Regions from separate parts of the Ovis aries genome. Here region 2 is linked to region 1. A link is a contact called in public Hi-C data. All regions are on one chromosome and are shown on one strand. The core of a region is the stretch at or near the end of the contact, and the rest is flanking DNA. Distances in the headings are between cores, read along the strand shown.

What was found. Hi-C and Micro-C count contacts between places; a contact is called where the count stands out from the background.
Region 2: a Hi-C map of liver shows a contact between it and region 1, with 2.5 times the contacts expected there. The contact joins the promoter of NAT1 here to the enhancer-like site in region 1. A contact is called at or near these places in 4 of 16 Hi-C or Micro-C datasets (liver, mixed tissues, skin fibroblasts and 1 more).

What each region holds. Positions count from the first base shown.
Region 1 is chr26:38,297,490-38,302,929 of ARS-UI_Ramb_v3.0, forward strand. No RefSeq gene overlaps it. Among named protein-coding and RNA genes, the nearest start is that of NAT1, 48 kb to the right of the region's middle. Within about 2 kb of position 3,277, at least 2 of the 54 cell types and tissues checked have an H3K27ac peak or open chromatin away from gene starts, as enhancers often do. A contact at or near this core is called in liver, where this site is marked.
Region 2 is chr26:38,345,947-38,351,386 of ARS-UI_Ramb_v3.0, forward strand. It overlaps NAT1 (N-acetyltransferase 1), which reads right to left and starts at 2,560. Exons shown (of 5, transcript XR_009598647.1): 1 at 2,519-2,560; 2 at 1,203-1,294.

The sequences.
Region 1 (5,440 bases), core at 2,027-4,526:
CCCCTCGGCTCTAGAACACAGACTCAGCGGTTGTGGCCCACAGGCTTCATTGCTCCTTGGCATGTGGGATCTTCCCGGATCGGGGATGGAACCCGTGTCTCCGGCACTGAGGCACCAGGGAAGCTCTGTCTGGTTCCCTCTTAACGTTCCCAGATTGGGTTTCTAGAAGCACTTCCCTCCCTCTTGGTGGAGTCTAGAGCCCCCATTTGGCTTTGCAGTGCCTGTCTTCACAGCCCACGCCTGCAGGGGGCAGGGGACTCCACTTTGCCCACAGGCTGCACTGGCCTTGGCGTGTCTGGGCCCCTCAGCTCTTGCCTTTCTTCCGGTTCCTGCCAAGCCATTCTCCCTACCTGTTCCTCAAATGTTTGTCTTCACACCCCCTAATGTGCAATCTGGGCTGCCCTGGTGGCTCAGCTGGTGAAGAAACCGCCTGCAATGCAGGAGACCCTGGATCAATTCCTGGGTTGGGAAGATCCCCTGGAGAAGGGATGGGATACCCAATCCAGTATTCATGGGCTTCCCTGGTGGCTCAGATGGTAAGGAATCCGCCTGCAATGCAGGAGATCTGGGTTTGATCCCTGGGTTGGGAAGATCCCCTGGAAGAGGGCATGGCAACCCACTCCACTATTCTTGCCTGGAGAATCCCATGGACAGAGGAGCCTGGTGGGCTACAGTCCATGGGGTCGCAAAGAGTCTGACATGACTGAGCGACTATGCACGCACACTGAGTAAGCTACGTACAGAGCATACAGGCATCATAAATGATGCCCCTTCCCAGGTAAGCAGCACCCGGACTGAGAGACAGACGCTCGCTGGAGCCTGACGCCCCCTCACACTCCTTTCCACCCTCTCTCCCCTCGCCTCCAAAACTAACTCCTCTGCTGGTTTCTATGCTTTTGTCAGTTTTCCTCTTTGACATCGTGCAGTCTGTTCTCTTTTGGCTGGCTTCTCCCGTCGTGGTCCTGGGTGTGGGCTGTTCATCCCTTCCCCGCACGATGTTCCTTTCTGCAGATGCACCGCAGTATGGGCTGTTTCTGTGCATGGCCTTTCCCATGTGGGGCTTTAGGGGCAGTGCTGCTGGGAGCTTCTGTGTGGTGTTGACGGGCATGTATGTGCGTTTCTGTGGGTGCAGGCCTGCGGGGCTGCAGGGTGTGGGGCTTCTGGGTCACCTGGGCTGCGTGGCTGCAGTTTTATCAGATTCTGCCAACAGTTTTCCACGGTGGTTCTACCCATTAGGCAGCGGGGGTGGGTTCTGTGTGGCCCACATCTTATTGATGCTGGGTATTTTCTGTTTATTACAACCACCCTGAAGGATATGAGTGGCGTGACATAGTGGTTCTAGTTTTCATTTCCCTGTTGACCTAGGAAGTTGGGCAAATTGAGCTCTGGTGGGCCCAGAGCTTGCCAGCTCTCTGTCATGTTGGGGCAGCCCCATGGGAGTGGAGGGGCCAGTCATCCAGGCTCAGCTGTGGTTGGGAAAACTGAAAGTGTTAGTCGCTCAGTCATCTCCGACTCTTTGCAACTCTGTGGACTGTAGCCCGCCAGGCTCTTCTGTCCGAGGAATTTTCCAGGCAAGAGTATTGGAATGGGTTGCCATTTCCTTCTCCAGGGGATTTTCCCAGCCCAGGGATCAAACCCAGGTTTCCTGCATTGCAGGCAGATTCTGTACCATCTGCGCCACTAGGGAAGCATTCATCCCAACTCTAGGACCCAGAGCACTTCAGACAGCCCTGGAATCTTAGGGAAGAGCCAAGTCTGATTCCATGATGGGTCTGTTTCTTTGACTTTAACTTTTGCTTTTCATTGTTTTTGTTATTATAATCATACATAATGACCTGCTTCAGGGAACCCTGCCTGTCTATCTGAAGAGCTTAACACAAACTCTCCCTCAGGTTGGGGCTTCCCTGGACGTTCAGATGGTAAAGAATCTGCCTGTAATGCAGGAGACTGGGGCTCGATCCTTGGGTCAGGAAGACTCCCTAGGGAAGGAAATGACTACCCACTCCAGTTTTCTTGACTGGAGAGTCCCATGGACTCAGGAGCCTTGTGGGCTACAGTCCGTGGGATCACAAAGAATCAGAATGGCTAATGCTTTCACTTTTTTCCCTGAGGTTTGCCATTCCAGGAGATATTTGCAAGATAAGGTCTTTCCTTCCTCAGCTCCTCCCCTTCTCTGTCCTATAAAAGATCCTGGCATTCAGACCCTGACAAGATGGTTATTTTGAGACATTGGTCTGCCATCTTCTCGGTCAGCAAATTTTCCAAATAAAGTTGTATTCCTTGCCTCAACACCTCTTCTCTAGGCTAAATGGCCTGTCCGTGCAGCAAGAAGACCGAGCTTGGACTCAGTAAGAGCAGGGGCAGCAGGCCAGGAAGACCAGAGGCCACTCCAGACAGATACTGGGGCTAGAAGGCAGGGTCCCCGTCAAGGTGCCTGCCCTCCCAGAGAGCCTTTGGATTAGACGGAGATGGCTGCTAACCGAGACGTCATCAGCGCAGGCTCCACTGCCCCCGGAAACAGCTAGTTCATCCTCTGACCTCCGTCCTAAGGCTCCCCCACGGGGTGCCCTCAGATAAATTTCCTGACAGTCTTCCTCATTTTGCAGAGGAAGAGACCCAGCCCAGAGGACTGACTCCATTTAGCTCTCAGTGGCCCCGTGAAGTAGGTGCTGTTGTCGTAAGTACCTGGCAGACACAGCTCCATCAGAGTAACTGCTACCATTCCAGCAAGGCTGCCGTGCTCAAAACCCCATCAGGCTCCTCCTTTGAAGATGGATGAGCAAACTGGATAATCATCTTTGCAAGAGAAACTTGAAGTGCTAAGCTTGGGGTTTTTTTGGATTGGCCCAAAAGAGCCACCAAACTTTTTTTTCCCCATGCTCTAACCCCCCACCCATCCACCCACCACCACCAGCCTCCATTTCCACTGCTCTGGAGAGTGGCTCTCTTGCGGCTGTTTGATGTCCAAATGTCCTTGGAAAGGCATCAGGCTCCCCCTTCCTGGGTAAATCGTCTTGTCTGGAAGCAGAGGCAGCACCTCCCTGCTGGACACCTCACGTGGCTGCCTTGTCCTCCTGTGGGTCAGACCTGAGCCCTTGATTGTTCACAAAGCCCTCGGCGACCTTCCCTTTTCCTTGAGGATTCAAATGGAACAGTTTAGCTCCCAATGGCCTTCTGTCCTGAGCACATGACCCTTTGTTTTCTGGTGTTTGTGTTTTTACAGCCAACAACAAGATTATGAACCCTTGTGGGTTGGAGCATAGCACTCAGCCACATGCTCACTCGGGTCACGGGATAGAGAACCCTTTCCTACTGATTATTTCAGCTGTGTCCTCAGTCTTATGAGCCAGAACATTTAGCTTTTACAATGTTCTGATCATTTGGCATAATCATTTGTGTGTGTGCACCGGCTTTTTCCCTTACAGAAAATCTTTTTCTCTGGGTCTCAGGGAAGGGGGTGCATCCTTGGGAAAGGGGGTTTCTGCCATAGTTGTATGTGATGTGTATTTTCCCTTTAACTCTGGACACAGCTCTAATTCTTCTCCTTGTTTCTGGGTGTCTTCCACGCTGATGGTTCAGAGTCTTGGAAACAGAACTTCGTATCTGTTCTGCAGATCTTAAGCTCCTGTGTGGGTTCTGAGGAATAACAAGCTTACACCAGTTGGAGTCAGTTCACACAACTGTCAAAATCCATGGTGCTATTGGAAAAGCAAACACTCTTCCCAGCTCTCCAGGCCCTCAGTCTGAAAGGCTGACATTTGACTGAGGTGCCCTATGTATAGCTGTTCACCACCATGAGCAACAAATTCCCCCAGATGTAGGAAGAACCAGAACGAGAGGCAAGGTCCAGATCATCCAGCCCAGCCAATGGCTCCGAGATATTTGAAAGCTAATCTCTCTACCTCTCTTTGGTTCAGTTCAGTCGCTCAGTCATGTCTGACTCTTTGCACCCCCATGGACTGCAGCACACCAGGCCTCCTCGTCCATCACCAACTCCTCGAGTTTACTCAAATTCATGTCCATCGAGTCGGTGATGCCATCCAACCATCTCATCCTCTGCCATCCCCTTCTTCTCCTGCCCTCAATCTTTCCAAGCATCAGGGTCTTTTCCAATGAGTCACCTCTCTGCATCAGGTGGCCAAAGGATTGGAGTTTCAGCATCAGCATCAGTTCTTCCAACGAACACTCAGGACTGATCTCCTTTAGGACGGACTCTCTACCTCTCTGCTTTCTCTGCCTCTCTCTTTCCCATTAACTGTAGTGGATGCTGTCATTTTTCAGAGGTGTAGACCTAGGTGGCCCACGGCAGTTGACGACAGTTCTGTCTCCTGAGCACCTGCCTCAGGAGGGGAGCCCTGGGACTGGGCCCCCAGACACCGTGTCTCTGCCCACCCAGCTCCGGAGCCCATGTCGCTTCTCTTCCATTTGTCCTTCGGCTTTTCGCTTCATTATAGATTTCAGTTTTCCTTGCACTGACTTTAACGGTCATGTTGACACACCAAGCTTTCCCGATAATTCCATTTCCTCTGCCGTGGAAGAGGCTGTCCTCAAAGTCACTCTGACCTTGAATAATCACCACGTGATGGTTATTTGGTTCTGTTTGCATGTGGTGATTTCTGTTCTTCACAGACACAGTAGCCTTTTCCCCTGATTATGTTTTCCTTGGGCTGATCTTAATAACGTAAGTGGGGAAATTTTTAGATGTTCTCATCTAAGAAGAGGCCAGTTCTGTAGAATGAAAGCTTGCTACATCAGACCCCCCTCCAACCCCTCTTCATCTCTCTCTACTCCTCCCCAAGCAGCTTTCAGGGAGAGAAAGGGGTCTGAGCAAACTCAGTACTTTGCTTTCTGAGGGCAGTGTAGCAGCAAGAGTGGGATGACTTTGGGGGTGATCAGAGGGGAAAAAATTCCGTCGTTAAATTGTTAAAACAAAGTCAGACTATCACTTGTGAAAGATGGCAATGCAGACTTTACTTGACCATTGCCATGGATATCGAGGTCACTGTAATGGGACTTTATGGTGGGGAGACTGCGGGTTCCCAGGGAAATCACGTGGTCAGTTTACAGCTGAGGAGCAAAGGTCAGTGGATGGAGAATTCCTAACAGGAAGCAGCTGGAGTCGGGGGGATTCTGGCCAGAAGTCAGGGTGGTCAGAGATGAGGGTGGTCAGATACTGAGGGGGGCGCTCCATAAACGCCTGGCAGAGTTGGGCGCTTTGGGAAGCAAATAGTTTAGCACTGGGTGTGACCTCAGGGTGGGCACAGGGCCTGGGGCGAGTTCAGGTAAACTGCCCCCTGCGTGCAGGGACGGAGCACAGTGGGAGCTGGCCTGCCACAAGTGTCTTGCTGTCCCCGAGTGTCGCCCGTGGGGGGTTCCGAGTCCCCTCCCTGTGGCCGGGCCACGATGTGGGGTCTGAAGGGTCCCCTAGGAAAGGGTGCTC
Region 2 (5,440 bases), core at 1,310-3,809, 48 kb after region 1:
AGAGGCCGTCGGACGCCCCGCCTTAGCGCACAGAAGGCCCGCGGCTCCGCCAGGGCCCCGCGCTGGAGCCGCAGAGCCTGGCAGGTACTGCGGGGACCGCTGAGGAGGCACCCAGAGCCCGGCTAGACGGCAGAAGCCGAACAAAGCCAGACTCTGGGACAGAAGTACAAGGGAGTTGATAGTTTAGAAAAACAGCCCTCCTTTTGAGGGAAGGAATGGAGGAGGAACTGAAGTGAGGTCCCAGGGGCAGGGAGTGAGGCGGCGAAGTCACACTCTGGGCCACAAGCAGGGGCAGTCTCTCCCGCCAGCCTTTCTGCCGTGACTGAAAGTGTTAGTTGCTCAGTCGGGTCCGACTCTTTGGACACCATAGACTGTAGCCCTCGAGGCTCCTCTGTCCATGAGGTTCTCCAGGCAAGAATGCTGGAGTGAGTTGCCGTGCCCTCCTCCAGGGGAGCTTCCTGACCCAGGGATGGAATCCCTGTCTCCTGCATTGCAGGCAGATTCTTTACCATCTGAGGCACCAGACGGGAAGTCCATCATGACTGAACAAATTATTAAAAATTGGTGTGACAATCACATGACCTAAATAAACTATTTAAAGTGAACAGTTCAGTCCTTTGGTACCTTCACAACTTGGTGTAGCCACCCTTCTGTTCAGTTCCGAACTCTCTCACTCCCCCAGTAAGACCCCAGACTCGTGGGCAGGTACTCCCCAGCCCCTCCCGCCTCTGCAGCCACCAGGCGCCTTCCTGTCTCTCTGAGGGCTTCCATCTTCAGCCACTGTGGACAGTGCTGCAGACAGAATCTGAGCCCAAGTGCATTTTCCTGTATCTGATTTCCATTCACTGGGTATGTGCTTAGAATAGAGCTGCCCAGCTGAAGAGTCGGATTTAGGGATGCTTCCAATGGCTTTCCTTTCCCTGTGCTCTGAGTTTCTTTTCCTCTCCTTCCCACCCCTTCCCTTTGATGTTCAGTTGCTCAGTCGTGTCCGACTCTTCGCTATCCCATAGGCTGTACGCCACCACACTCCTCTGCCCATGGGATTTCCCAAGCAAGAATACTGGAGTGGGTTGCCATTTCCTTCTCCAGGGGAGCTTCCTGACCCAGGGATCGAAACTGTGGCTTCTGCATTGCAGGTGGATTTTTTTTTTTTTTTTTTTTGCCGTGAGCCACCAGGCAAGCCCTCCCTTCCCTTTTCTTACCTGTTTTTTTTTTTTTTTTGGTGTCGAAGCTTACTGCAAGGACCTGTGAACCAGCCCAGTCCTAGGGGGTAAGTGGCCAGCCCAGTAATCGTCTGGATGAAAAAAAAGAGGTTGCCTGGCAAGCCAAGCCCACAGCCCCTCTTCACAATGCTGAGAGCGCAGGCAGCCTGCAGAGCCGCCCGTCCAAGGAGAACAGCCAAGGAAGGTCAGACTCTGTCAGCGGAAAGGTCTGAGTGTTTGTTTTGCCTTTTATTCTCTTTTGAGGAGAAGCAGAAACTCAGATTTGTGGCTGCAATCTGCCTGTTTTTACAACTGGCTCTGAACTGTTGAAACCTGTCAAGGCCAAACAAAATAAGTCTCTGGGTGGGATGGAACTATATATACAGTTGGCAGGTTTTCTGAGTGTGAGAGGGTGGGGTGGGGTCAGCTTTTGTGTGGCTGACAAGATAAACAGTGACTCAAGGGAAGGGAGAGTTCGGTGATCAGAGAGCAAGCAGGCATATGGTTTTCGTGGGTGCAGGGCAGGGTAGGGGAGCAAAGTCCAGAGCAGGGAGCTCACAGGGCCCCTGGCTTTGGAGCCATCCGCCTCCACAGGCTCCTCTCTCCTGCGGAACTCTGCGCATCAGTGCCCAGGGAATGCTGTCGCCTGCCTGATGGTGAGACAGTTGTTCCTGGCGTCTGTGGCCCCTGGAGACCCTTGGACCCCTCCTTCTATCCAGAGAAAACCTCCCCAAGAATTCCCTTACACTGTGCAGACAATAAAACCCAGCCTTCTTGGGTGTTTTGGGACCAATAGAGAACTTCTGATCCCTTAATGCCAGAGGAGCCGGAGTGGTCCTGAACTTACAGCCTGCAGGACTGACTGAGCCCTTTGGGACACACCCAGTTAGGTTCAGAGAAGGTGGACATCACTGTTGCAATTGTCCGAGAGGAGGACCCTGTCCTCTGAAACACGTGTTGTACGCAGTAGCTATCTTTTATATATTCCTTTAATCCCCACAACAGACTTTGTAAGAAAGCTCTCTTATTAGCCCCAGCGTTCTGAGGGATAAACTGACATTTAGAGATGCTTCTGTGTCCTGCCGAGTCTTCCCAGCTGGCATGTTGGGTGGCTGTGACGCTAACCCTGACAGCTGCAGTGGGGGTCTGTGACGCCTCTGTGATCCTGCACAGCACTTACGGCGTGAGCATGTGCCAGGCAAACTTCCTGAACTGTCCTGGGACCTGAAATTCAGGTCTGTGGAGTCTCCAGTCTCAGGGACTCCCATTTGAAACAGGATCAAGCCCCACTTTCCAAGCATAAACAGGTCACTCACCGAGCTCTCTGGGGCCCACAACCAGGAACCAGGGTGACAGCCACCCTCCCACTTCCTGGCCCAGCCCAGGAAGAGCCCTCCTTCCTGCCTGCGAAGTGCTCCGCCCCCTGAGTCTAGTTACCGGCACCACGGAGCTCTGGGAAATGTAGTCGTGGGGACTTGGGTTGACCATGTGCCCCTCCTGTTCCAATGTACCCTGGTGAGCCAAGGCCCCAGGGTTCAAAGGGGAGGGACCTTGTAGTCCATACAGTTCTTACTCTTAGGCAGCCTGAACATGGATGTCCTGTGTGTGCTGTGGGAGGTTAGGGTTTTGAGAGGCTCCAGGAAGTGCAGACCCGTAAGCCTAGAGGAGCAGGAGGACATGGATGTTTTAAATCACCATCCCCCCAGGTTATGACAGCATTTCCTCATCAATTGCCAGGAAGCCCCTAACTTTCTATTCTTTCTCCCCCAGAGGCTCTGTGTAATGTGGTCAACATTTGTCCACATAGAAGTTATGGGAGTGACATACAGAATATACTTTCGCTTCTGTGTTTCTAATTTATGTTAATGACATTAGCCTATCACTCTTGCTGTCTCTAATGCATTTCCCTCTATGTTATTGTTGCTTAGTTGCTAAGTTATATACGACTCTTTTGAGACCCCCATGGACTTGTAACCTGCCAGGTTCCTCCATCCATGGGATTCTCTGAGGCAAGACTACTGGAGTGGGTTGCCATTTCCTTCTCCAGGGGATCTTCTCGATCCAGGGGTCGAACCTGGGTCTCCTTCGTTGGTGGATTCTTTACCACTGAGCCCCTCAGAAAGCTTCATTGCCCTCTACACTTTATTTCTGTGACTATCTTCATGACACAAGTGTTGCCTTCTGCTCTCTCAAGCACTGAGAGTTCTAGTCCGTGCCTCTGGTATGACTTAACATGAACTTGGGACTCTCTGCCTGAAGGCTTTCTCTTGGCCTCTGCTTGGGCAGGTCAGATGGGCCTTCGACTAACAGCCCTGGAACACCACTCAGCCCTGAAATGGGAGTGGGAGCATCCATTTCTAAGCATAGCAGGGCCTGGCACTGGTATTTCCACTGCTCTAGACAACGCATGGACACTGCATCCAGAGCGTGTGTGTGTCAGTTGCACAGTCGTGTCCAGCTCTTTGGGACCCCGTGGACTGTAGCCCGCCAGGCTCCCCCGTCCCTGGGATTCTCCAGGCAGGAACACCAGAGTGGGGTGCCCTCTCCTTCTCCAATGTCTATGGTATATGAGGGTAACCCCATTACTTTTGGATGCCTCATATCCACAGAGCATCTGCATCAGGTATAGCAGTTAAAAAAAAAAAGAAAAAGAAGTAGCTTTACTGTGTTTGTTACTGACAAAGCACTGTGATTAAAGTGATGTATTTTATACAAAGCAGACTCTCCTGAATTCGCAGCTTATGTTACTCAAAGTGCCGCAGACTCGCTTGCATCATTATCACCTAGGGTTCCTGTTACATGTGTAGGTAAGCGGTAATCACTCACAGCTGGTGAGCCAGAATTGGATCTGCAGGTTTAACAAGCTCACAGGCTGAAGCTGATGCACGCCGATATACTTTGGTGGTTTCCCTTTAAGACGGCTAACGTTCAAGTTCAATCCAGATTAAGTGTTAAAAAAAAATACATCTCAAATTCTTTGGAGGGTTGACGGAAGACCTTTCCACATCCTAAGATCTGTGCGTTTATTTCCCCCAGTATAATTAGCATACCTTAATTCAATGATGAATAATGGCTGCAGTCTCTACCAGCAGGGCTGAAAGTATGCAGCTTCTGTCCTGGGTGAGTTAACACATGTGGAGTTAAAATTGTTATAAGTGAAATTCCTTGTATTCATTACATTCAGTGGGCTCTTCTCCAGTGCAAAATCCTTGTTATTGACAAGGAAGAAGAGACCTGTGAAAAATCACTCACAGAATATTCATGCAGTCATTTCTCTCCACGTGAATTCGACGCGGCTCCTTCAGTGACGGTCTTCATTTGAAATCTCCCCATGGTAGTTGATATTCACAGGCAGTGTTGCTTTGCTAATTCACATAGATTGTCTATCTTGTAGCCTCTCAGTGGTCATAGCTTTTTGATTAAGTTTTAGGTCTTCTTTATGTTTCAAACTCTTTCATATCCATGAGCTATGTTTAATCAATTACCCTTTTATTGAAACTCAGGTCGCAGTTTGACAAGAGTCCTCAGATTGTTCCATCCTTCATTCAGTTCAGTTCAGTTGCTCAGTCTTGTCCAACTCTTTGTGACCCCATGGACTGCAGCACGCCAGGCCTCCCTGTCCATCACCAATTCCCAGAGCTTGCTCAAACTCATGTCCATTGAGTGGTGATGCCAGCCAACCATCTCATCCTCTGTCGTCCCCTTCTCATCCAGCCTTCAATCTTTCCCAGAGTCAGGGTCTTTCCCAACAAGTCAGCTCTTCGCCTCAGGTGGCCAAGGGATTGGAGTTTCACCTTGAGCATCAGTCCTTCCAATGAACATTCAGGACTTACTTCCTTTAGGACGGACTGGTAGAATCTCCTTGCAGTCCAAGGGACTCTCAAGAGTCTTCTCTAACATCACAGTTCAAAAGCATCAATTCTTCGGCACTCAGCTTTCTTTATAGTCCAACTCTCACATCCATACGTGGATCCTGGAAAAAGCACAGCTTTGACTAGACGGACCTTTGTTGGCAAAGTAATGTCTCTGCTTTTTGATATGCTGTCTAGGTTGTCCAGCTCTGTTGGTGTCAGCCATGTGACTGGGGTCTAATTTTAAGACGATGACACTGCTGCTTGCTGATCGCTACTGCGGTGTCCGTGTCTCTTGGGTAACTGTTTCTCGGCGATTCATTTCATCTAAGCCTCTGTCTTCTCTCATCTAACCTGTGTCTACTCTGAGCGAGATTCCTGGATTCT